Linked DNA regions of Anas platyrhynchos: region 1 is linked to region 2. The links are chromatin contacts, called in public Hi-C maps. All regions are on one chromosome and are shown on one strand. Each heading gives the region's core, a stretch centred on a gene start, on an enhancer-like site or on the middle of the called end of the contact. The rest is flanking DNA. Distances are from core to core; before and after follow the strand shown.

Region 1 (4,959 bases), core at 847-3,346, 64 kb after region 2:
GGAGTTCACCAGGGGAAACCGCAACGTCTTGGTGAGCAGGGGCTGCTGTGGGAGCTGCAGCGAGAGGGCTTCTCCTTTAGAGGCTACTCCACAGCCCAGGGGAGCTCTCTTGAAAGAAAAATGGCAGAGAGAAACACCATCCTGTGGTGAGGGTGAGGAGAGGAGAGCTGGGAGGGGACACATTCACTGCAGCAGCACCCATCAGGTCCAAGTCCACTGAGGGCTCAGCCACAAAGCCTGTTGCAGAGGCTCTGCCCCGTCACCCCCAGGACTGATGGCAGCCTCCGAGCCTCCTTTTTAGCCTTGGCTTTGACACAGCAGGTGCCAGAGACTCCTGCCCCGAGCTCACTGGCAGGAGGAGAGGCCAAGGCACCCCCATACCTGCAGCGGGTGCCCTTCTCGTGGGCACGCCACAGCTGGCATTTCCCAAGTTGTGCTGCACTGCCAGGAGAACACGAGCTGTAAGCAATTCATATGGGCTGTGTCAAATATCCTACTGACAAAGGGCTTTATTTTAAGTTGCACTCTGTAAAGCCTACAAATGAAGGGCTGCAGATGGGGTAGCCCTCGGCACTGCCTCTTTCAAATTTGCTTTGACAGCAGTTACCCAGGGATTACTCTTGGATCTGCAGATTAAGCTGCCTGGCTGTGTTTTATCTGCGGAGAGCTTGGAGCTCTCACACTGTCACACGCAGTCTCTGGACTCCTTGGCCAAACCATCTCCTCAGGCAGTCACAGCGTGAGCAGTTTAATTGTGTGACATTGCCAGGGTACCTGCTGTGCACAGGCTGTGCCTCGTCCTCCTGCCCACACCTCAGAGATGAATTACCAAAGGGGCCCCGAGGAGCCCTGAGTGCCTTTTAGCAGTTTGCAGGGCTGCTTGTGAGGAGCACACGGTCAGCACTGAGGGTTTGTTTGCCTTTGTGGTTTCAGAACAGCTACCTGATCCGGCTGAAGGGTATCCGTGCCACCCTGGAGACATCCCCCTTCTTCAAGTGCCATGAGGTAACGCTCACGTTCCCTTCCTCAGGTGCCATGTAGGTAGATCTGACTGCTTTAACCCCAGCTTGTTCAGGGAGGAGTCAAATTCAGAGGTTGTAAATTTCTTCAGTTTTGAATTTATTCTTATATTTCCATACCTGTTTATCTAATACTGACAGCAGGTGACTGAAATAGTGTTCATGCATCTGACACGGGCTCAGATCTAATGGAAATCAATGTTCATACAAATTAAAAGTGATGTCAAAGGAATTCGATCTGCTTATGGTTTTATATGACTGGAAATAAATCCTGGTTTAAAAATAGGTCTTCTTGGGAGAAATTCCTGCCTGAATGCACAGGTCAGGTATCATTTGGCTGCCAGTTTCTCCATGCCATTTCATCTACCTGGCAAACTGCAGAGTGCATTTCCTTGGCACATGTTGTCATACGGGCAGGAATAATGCCTAGCTCAACGTGTTGGGAGTCGCTGCTCCCCCTGCCCAGCAGAGCTGTGCTGCCCCTCTGATGGACCTTGATGAATGCCTCCCCCCAGCAGTGCCTGCATGGCAATGGGAAAACCCAGGGAAATGTCACAGCTGAGTGTTTTGGGTCAGTTCAATGACAGAAACAAAATGCTCCCTGGAGTGAAGTGCCAAAGAGTTCATTTGAAAATGCAGGAACAAAACAGCCTTTTCAAAGAGGCTTTGAAAGGAGTTTCCAATCCTTAAAAATTGTAAAGAAGAGGCTTTGACTTTCCACCAAACTTCAAGATGAAGCATAGCAGGAGGGCTGCCAGGCCCTTCACGTCTCCCCGTGTGGGTTGGGGCTCCTCTAAGCAGCTGCAAGAGAACTTGGTGAGTCAGGCCAGGCAAGCAAAGAACGTCAGCAAAAGGCTTTTCCTTAAAATGCTGTATCCTGGCCAAGAGAGGGCTCTAAGAGCTTAGGAGAAGAGCTGAAGATAAGCATTTCTGGGAAATAATGCATGTTGCTGGAACTTGGAGATTTTCCCAATGCACTGGAGGAGGAAGTCTCCTTGAAAATGTGAATACATCGCAAACAGCACACGCATCCAGCTTAAAACCCTTGTCTAAAGGCAAACCCCAGTGACAGGACGGACATGGGAGTCCCTGGTGGCACTCAGTGCTGCTGCCTCGAAGGGCTGATGCCAGCAGGATGTCCCCAGAGCTGTGCTCCTCCTCTGGTCTGCCCAGGTTGTGGTGTGCGACCTGTTTCCAGGTATCTGCACAGCATGGTGTGTGTGCTGAGGCCATTGCGCTTTGCACACCTGAAGTCCCCGTATGTGACACGAGCATGTGGGCTCACAGTCCACCAAATCTGTGCACATCCAGACGATGCGCTTCACCTTCACAGATGAAAATACCTGCAGGCTTTCCTGGGGTTTGTGGCTGGAAGGCCAGTCAGTAAGAGTGAACCCTCCAAAGTAGCAGAAGGAATTTGTGGAAGAGGAAATTTGTGTCTGGTCACCCCCATAACGTGTGTGCAGAGCACTGTAAAAGCCAGGATGCTCTAGGGGGAGATCTGGGTGCTATCAAATGATGTTTCAGGCAGCAGTTTGTAAGTACCTCGTCCTTGGAGCATACCTGTTCCTACAGCGATGCCTGCAGAGTTGGTGGGTGTGAATGGTGCTAACCAGCCACCAAGAGCCAGCTTTGGAAAACCTTCAGTCAGGAGGCTGGGATTCATCTCACTCCTTCCCCAGGAACCTTGACTCAGTTTCCGCAATCACATCTGTACCTTTTGTGCCTGTGTTTTGCTGACCTTTTTCTTCTGCCAGAAGCGGGGAATTGTATGAATAAATCAGCCGGTCTGAATGCCTGATTTGCATGGGCAAACACTGCTGGCAAAGCACTGATCTTGCTTTTGCTCATGCAAAATCTCGGCATAACCTCTTGCAAACACAGCTCTAGGTGAGGTGTCAGAGCTGGGTTTGATGTGAAGCAGGTGCACAACTAACTGACCCCCTGTCTCCGCAGGTGATCGGGAGCTCCCTCCTCTTCATTCACGACAAAAAGGAGCAAGCCAAAGTCTGGATGATTGACTTTGGGAAAACCACCCCGCTGCCAGAGGGACAAGTTCTGCAGCACAACGTGCCCTGGGTGGAAGGGAACAGAGAGGATGGCTACCTCTGGGGACTGGACAATCTCATCCAGATCCTGACAGAGTTGTCCCAGAAGGAGGACTCGCATTAAAGCCATGCGTCCGACTCTGCCACTACCCCCAACCTGTTCCCAACTGACTCTTCTGAACTGCACTACAAGACACTTTCCAACCCTTGCCCTTCCCATTTTAAAGCTATTCTCTCCCTATTTAAGGTGGTTTTGTTGTGTTGTTTTGTTTTTTTAATTCCACATGTAAATACAGAGCTAACCTTCCAGAACAACTCCTGAACTTGAAACCTTGGCTTCACAGAGTCAGTAGCCCGGCTGTGCTGGAGCAGCCGGGGAGGGGTTGGTTAGGCAAACACACACTTTCCCTACCATGCTTTTGTCTCTTGTGCAGCATGGTTTTAAGGGAACCTTCCTCCTGGGTGGCCATGGAGACGCTGTGGGTCAGGGGATGCTGCAGCCGAGGCCCTGAAGTGCTGCCCAGCCACGGGGCTGTGGTGGAGGAAGGAGCCTCTGCCTGTGCTGGGTTCAGCAGCTTCACCTCCAAAACACCTCTGGCCACGCGTGGGACCCTTTAGTACCCAGGGTGGATGAGCAAGGCTTGAAGATGTTAAAAGACACTGGGGTTGATTACCTTTAGTTGCCTTTGCCAGAACCTTTTGCCCTGGGAACTGTCTTTGCTGAGTGCGTAAATCACTAGAATTGCAGACCTGAGTTTTTGTGTTGAAGACATTCCATTAATCCTGTGGAGGTTTCTCTGTTATTTTGGAGTCACACTGGAGGGTGAGGGTTTTGCTCTCGCTGCAGGGCCATGCGGTTGGGTACAGGTATCTCCCACGGCCGGGTGCTGCCCCCCCATGTCACCCACCTTGGCTGCACTGGCTGGGTGGGCAATGCCAGGAGCTCCTCACTGACCTTCCACAGTGAATAAAGGCTTTGGGCAGGGCTGGCAGGGAGAAAAACAGTTTGTAATGGACGCCTATGAGATGTAAGGTAGACATCCAGGTTGGTCATTCTTTTTTTTTTGGGTTGTGCTGCCAATGCCTGCTCCTGGCCCAGAACCACCCTCCCACCTGGAGCACCTCCACCATTTGTACCCGTGCCAGTTTCTTGCCCGGTGCTTCCCAGCAGCTGGGAGTTTTGGCAGACGAGCAGCACTCAAGGTGCCCCATTAGGCTTGTGTGGCAAAGCAGAGGGGGGAGGCGAGGCGTTCCTGTGCCTTCCCTTTTTCTTGCACTGCTTGCTGGCTCTGCCGCTACGCTCAGTTGCTAGCTTCCCAGCCTGTGTTTGGCCTCCCTGCTTCGAGTCCTGTGAAAACAACCAGTTCTCTATTCAGGGTGGAGGCTATTTTTTAACTTCCTGGAACATTTGAACTAAGCAGCTTGCTCACATCAGCACTGGCTCTCTAAAGGTCAGCTATTGATGGGCCGGCAGGACCGAGCTGCAGCCACAAACCCTGCACCTGCTTGAGCCCCAGGCCCCGGCTCACCTCGCTCCCGGCAGTGATGCTCGAGAGCCCCTCTGCCATCATCTGCTGAGCATCACTCCCCTGCTGAGGGGCGTCTTCTGGCAGCAATAAGGGGGATTGGGCTGTCGAGCCCCCAACAGCTGTGCCCCAGCCTCTTTCCCAAGGATTAAACTCCCCAAGGTTTTCGTCAGCTCCTGTCTCAGCAGACAAATGTCTTTAGCTCATATGATGCCATTGTAAATGGTTGCATTGTTGCAGCTCTTCACCAGGCTTTCTAGACTAGCCCTTATGGAAGTGCCTTACAGACTTGCCTCTGTTCCATTAGTGTCATGGAAAAGGTTGGATTTTTTTTTTTAATGTTATATTTATTTTCATCCCATTTTA
Region 2 (4,818 bases), core at 1,762-4,261:
TATTAATCTGGTGGGAGATTTTTATCAGTAGCATCCTGTTCTCATATTTTTTCCCTCAAATATCATGGAGAGAAAAGGTTTTTTTGTTTGTTTGTTTGTTTTCCACTTCCTTTTTCAAAAGAGAGCTGAGGCTTCAAAGCCACCCCAAGTCCCTCACATCAAGGCATGTGGATGGTCACTTGAGTTGGGCAGCCTCTCAGAAAGTAACCTATCTGATTCAACAGCAGGCCGCAGATACCCAAATCAGCATGGCCATGTGGATTTCAGAGGCTTTACATGCCACCTGCATTTTGACTAAAAGCCACGCTGATAATCAGGCTGCAAACAACAGAGGCAAACCTTTTAACCTACCTTTCAGCAAGGTCTTGTCCTGCTCTCACTACCAACTTTCCCTTCCCAGCTGCTGGGCAGGCTTTGTCTCCTAGGGACTGCGGGTATGGGACCAGCTAGCAGCTTTTGGAAGTTAAACTCACAGCTTTTTTTTCTCTGTTAGAAATACTACTTTCAAGTATGAAGGGCTCTGAGAGAGAAGACTATGTGACTTACACAACTAATCAGATCTTTGGCCTGGAGACATAGGTCTGCAACTTAAATAGATATTCTGCAACTTAACAAGGGGTTTTCAGAAGCAGTATGTGTATTGCAACATTCAAGAAAGCACGTGGCACTTGAGGCCGTGGGTATATGAAACCCCCCAGCTGTCTTGCTGTGAATGCATATTCTGCCTGCCTCCTTTGGTAGTTTTCAGAGACAAAAAAATGGCTTAATTTAGTGTTCCTTTTCTGTATAAGTGGATAATAGGAAGACAAAGAGGTATTTCAGTCCATCCATCCTTGAGAGTTACTACCATACAGCTTTCAGTCAGCTTTTCAGTCATGTTTTACTTTTTTTTTTCCCTAGCTGCATCACATGAAAAGCATCTGACCCAAGAGCAAGTTAACAGACTCTTTGAGCAAACCCCCACACTGTATTTATATTGTCGTCAAAATATTTCTGTTTTTTCTCTCTTCTTTAAACAGATTTGTGAAGCCATTTCCTTGAAGGATCTCTCACAGATAATGTAAAGCATGCCAGTTCCCAAAACGATTGTGTGACAAGCTGCATCACAACTCTATGATTTGGGGGATCACAGTCTCGCCAGAAGCAGTTGTTGCCATACTTCTGGTTGTTCTGAAGCACCTAAGGACTGTCCTGGTTTTGACTATAGGATAGAGTTAATTTTCCTCCTAGGAGCTGGTATGGTGCTGTGTTTTGGATTTAGGATGAGAATAATGTTGATAACACCCTGATGTTTTAATTGTTGCAGAGCAGTGCTTACACTAAGCCAAGGATTTTTCGGCTTCTCACACTGTCCTGCCAGAGAGGAGGCTCGGGGCACACAAGTTGCTGAGAGGGGACAGATCCAGGACAGCTGACCCAGACTGGCCAAAGGTACATTCCATTCCATATGGTGTCATGCTTTTATTATTATTATTATTTTCTTTCTTTTCTGTCCTAACAAACTGTCTTTATCTCAGCCCACAAGCTTTTACTTTTTTTCTGATTCTCTCCCCCATCCCACTGCACAGGGAGGGTGAGCAAACAGCTGCGTGGTGCTTAGCTGCCAGCTGGGTTAAACCACAAGAAGGACATGCTGTGGAATTGCCCTACTTTGTTCAATTTTTGTACTTACAGCTTTACAGTAGGAGGTCCTGGGGAGCTTTTGGTCATAAACTGTTACAACCATCCAAATATATGCAAGGAATTGTGACTGTTTTATTTCAGGAGGTACAAAAGCTGCAAATAGAACTACTGATAAAAATTCAAACACAGAAATGTTCCCTTGGCTTTCAAATGGAAACAGATACAACACCATCTCTAATAAATAAATAAATAACCTCTTATGCTTATCCAGAAGATATGAGTAGGGCCAGGCCTAGTGTATCTGAGGTTTTATACTAGAATAGACAGTACTTTGAAAGAGTCTTGCTTGGTCTACTCCACTCAGTAAATCTCTAGTCCCTCAAGGGAAGTTGATTATTGAATAACAAAGTAAACCTCTTCCTCACAACTTAAGGAAGTCTACTCATTTGTTAAATTATTTAGCATGCAGTCAGGGCTCATGATGGAGTGCCAGCTATGGAATGGTTTCATTTAAATTGTAAGAAGATACTGACCAGTGGGCAGCTGACACTGTTATGAGTGTTCATGCTGAACATGTCTCCCATGGTGTTACACAGACCTAAGTCTCATGGTCCATTGATTCCAGCATTTGTAGCATCATAGAAACCGTGTAGGTGGCTGCTTTCTAATGTATGTAGAAATGAGTTAAACATGAGATCGGAATCAAACAGACAAGGCCAAGGTATTGGCAGCAGAAGGGGAATTAAATCTGATGAGGTCTGCGGTCAGAAAGCAAACAGTGATACATCCAGATCAATGTAGTATCAGCAACGTCTTGCTCATTCAAACAGCTTGTCCTGTCTCCTCATATGTGTGTTTTGTACAGTTCTGCTAAATAAATAAAGTAAAATAAATCAAGTACCTTCTTAGGAGGCAAATGCATTAACCTGCAATGGAGTATTATGCCTTTAAAGCTATTGGTATCTCTTTTGCTTTCCAGATTTCAGGACAAATCCTTCAGGCAATACCAGACTCCAAGAAGTCAGCAGATCTGTTTGCATGACTAAAAATCCTTTGAGTTAGCGCTGCTCTGAAGTCGATGATAAATCAATAGTGACTTTGGCTGAAATTAGGTCACTCCTAGAGAAAAGGAAAACACGTGCCTAACATCTTTTAGGAATGCAGATGGCAGACAAAGCAAGGTGTTCCCCATAACAGTGCAGATGAACCTGTACCATTTATTTGGGCCTTCTGCTCGTGTAGCCACCATGGGGAGGATGTGGGTGAGATGTGTAAGTTATACATTAACATTGAAATAAGTGTTTCCACGTTGTATTTCAAGGAGGCAGACTGCTCCATATCCTATAACAGAAAGTCTCACTGTATACACTAGGGGGCAGAGGCCTTCTGTGCACGGACATCTCTGCAGTTGGATTAGCTGTTTGACACGAGCACAATTCCAGTCTGAACTCTGTTACACATTGTGATAATCCTTGGAGATTTTATTGTCATCAGATTCCTGCGAAATACATTAGGTGCACCTATAGCCCTCTGTGGAGAACTAATCTGTGAAATGTCTCATGTTGCAAAGCTCCTGGCACTACCAGAGCTGTTGTTCTGAGACCAGTTGTTTGTCAGATTACACCATGCTATTCACACGCTTGGTTTTAGCTCTGCTAGTTTCTGCTGCTGCTGTTGTATTGTGGCTAGTGTGCCCATTGCTGGAGCTACAACTGTAGCAGCAAAAGCAAGAAATCAGAGAATGCAGCAAAAATATATTTGTCGTTCCCCTGTAGGGTAAGGGGGAAACGTCCTATTTTGTTTTTTGTTAAAAAACAAAACCCACAAGGCTTTATTTCCCTCTGTTTCTTAAATTTACTCCTGTCTTCATGTTAAGCAGCAGCTTTCCAAGGGATCCGCTGTCATACTTCTGTAAGTTTCTTTACATGGAAGCACTTGGAATAGTTTATTTTAATAACTTTTAAAGTAAATTAATTAAGTTTGTTTTTAAACCCTTCCCCTTCAGCAGGAGTGGCCATTCCTAAAATAGCCTTCTCAGGCATGTAGTTTATTTAACTTTGCATTAATACCATTTAATCAAGCCTTGAATTAGGTTTTGAAACAACTCAGTTAAACTGGTTCAAGCCAGTTTGATTTTCAGTTGTGCAGTAGCTGAAGAGTTTATTTCATTTTAAGATAAATAAGAGAGTTCACATGGGTTTCCTACTGATCAGACAAAGGAGTTCTAAGTCAAATTTACGGTTAAACCACCGCAGCTTTTCGAAACCTTAGGGTTTTTATTTTTCTTCTTGTACAATGAAACCATAAGTTGAAAAAAAAAGAGAGAGAGAAAAAAAAAAAGCTTTTTGTATTGAGGAGGTTCAAGCTTAGGTCTCAAATTAAGGAAATGCTAATAACTAGCACCTCCTCATCTTCTTTATAACTTCCCCCCCTCATCACCATGTGACAACCAAAAATTGCTTCAAGAAGAACTTCGGAAGATTTTTATTTTTAAATTCTGCAAGGTCTTACACTTTGCTAATGAATCATACTCCTTATCTGTAATTTTTCACAAATGCAGTTGCGCTTGCCATTTTCCATTGCATTGCTGTATCTCACCCAGATCACCTTGGTGTTCCTCCCATGCTGTCCCAGCGGTATCACTGTACATCTCACAGCTGTTTTCATCTAACAGCAGCATGTGTTTCCAGAGCAGGAAAACTTTGCAGACATTTTGGGTGACACCCTTGGTCAAAAACAGTCTTCGTGAAACACTTGTGCTGCAATTCTCACAGACAGGCCAGAGCTGGCTGTTGCAGGTGCATAAGCTCTATCGATTTAAGCCTGTCCGTGTTTGTCCCCCAAAGTCCTGTTTGAGCCTGGAGATCATTTTGGCCAGGGGTAGGTTGAAGCACAGCTGCTATTTAACAGCTCACACAGTGAGAGACAATGGTCAGAGAAAGAAATAAAAGAGAACGGCATGCAAATCTGACACTGCCAAAGTTAGCCTGGCAGAAAGTCATCACCCAACAGAGGAAAGGACATTGCAAATAGATAAAAGCCACAAACATTATTTTGAATACAAGATATGGGTTTTCCAAAATGCCTGTAATATCTGTGGAGATGTAGTTGCTTTTCCTTAAATCCACAAGAGGAACTGCTTATTTGCACAGCACCAATGGAGACAGTGTGGTCCTAATTTCAGGGGAAGGGGAA

The links. Hi-C and Micro-C count contacts between places; a contact is called where the count stands out from the background.
Region 1: a contact with region 2 is called in a Hi-C map of skeletal muscle, with 4 times the contacts expected there. The contact joins two enhancer-like sites. A contact is called at or near these places in 5 of 8 Hi-C or Micro-C datasets (F1 follicle, liver, skeletal muscle and 1 more).

The regions. Positions count from the first base shown.
Region 1 is chr3:20,009,860-20,014,818 of IASCAAS_PekinDuck_T2T, forward strand. ITPKB (inositol-trisphosphate 3-kinase B) reads left to right here. Exons shown (of 8, transcript XM_027453678.3): 6 at 1-31; 7 at 934-1,005; 8 at 2,976-4,959. The coding sequence ends at 3,191. Among named protein-coding and RNA genes, the nearest start is that of STUM, 43 kb to the right of the region's middle. Within about 2 kb of position 2,097, at least 1 of the 8 cell types and tissues checked has an H3K27ac peak or open chromatin away from gene starts, as enhancers often do. A contact at or near this core is called in subcutaneous adipose tissue, where this site is marked.
Region 2 is chr3:19,944,625-19,949,442 of IASCAAS_PekinDuck_T2T, forward strand. No RefSeq gene overlaps it. Among named protein-coding and RNA genes, the nearest start is that of PSEN2, 4.2 kb to the left of the region's middle. Within about 2 kb of position 3,012, at least 2 of the 8 cell types and tissues checked have an H3K27ac peak or open chromatin away from gene starts, as enhancers often do. A contact at or near this core is called in subcutaneous adipose tissue, where this site is marked.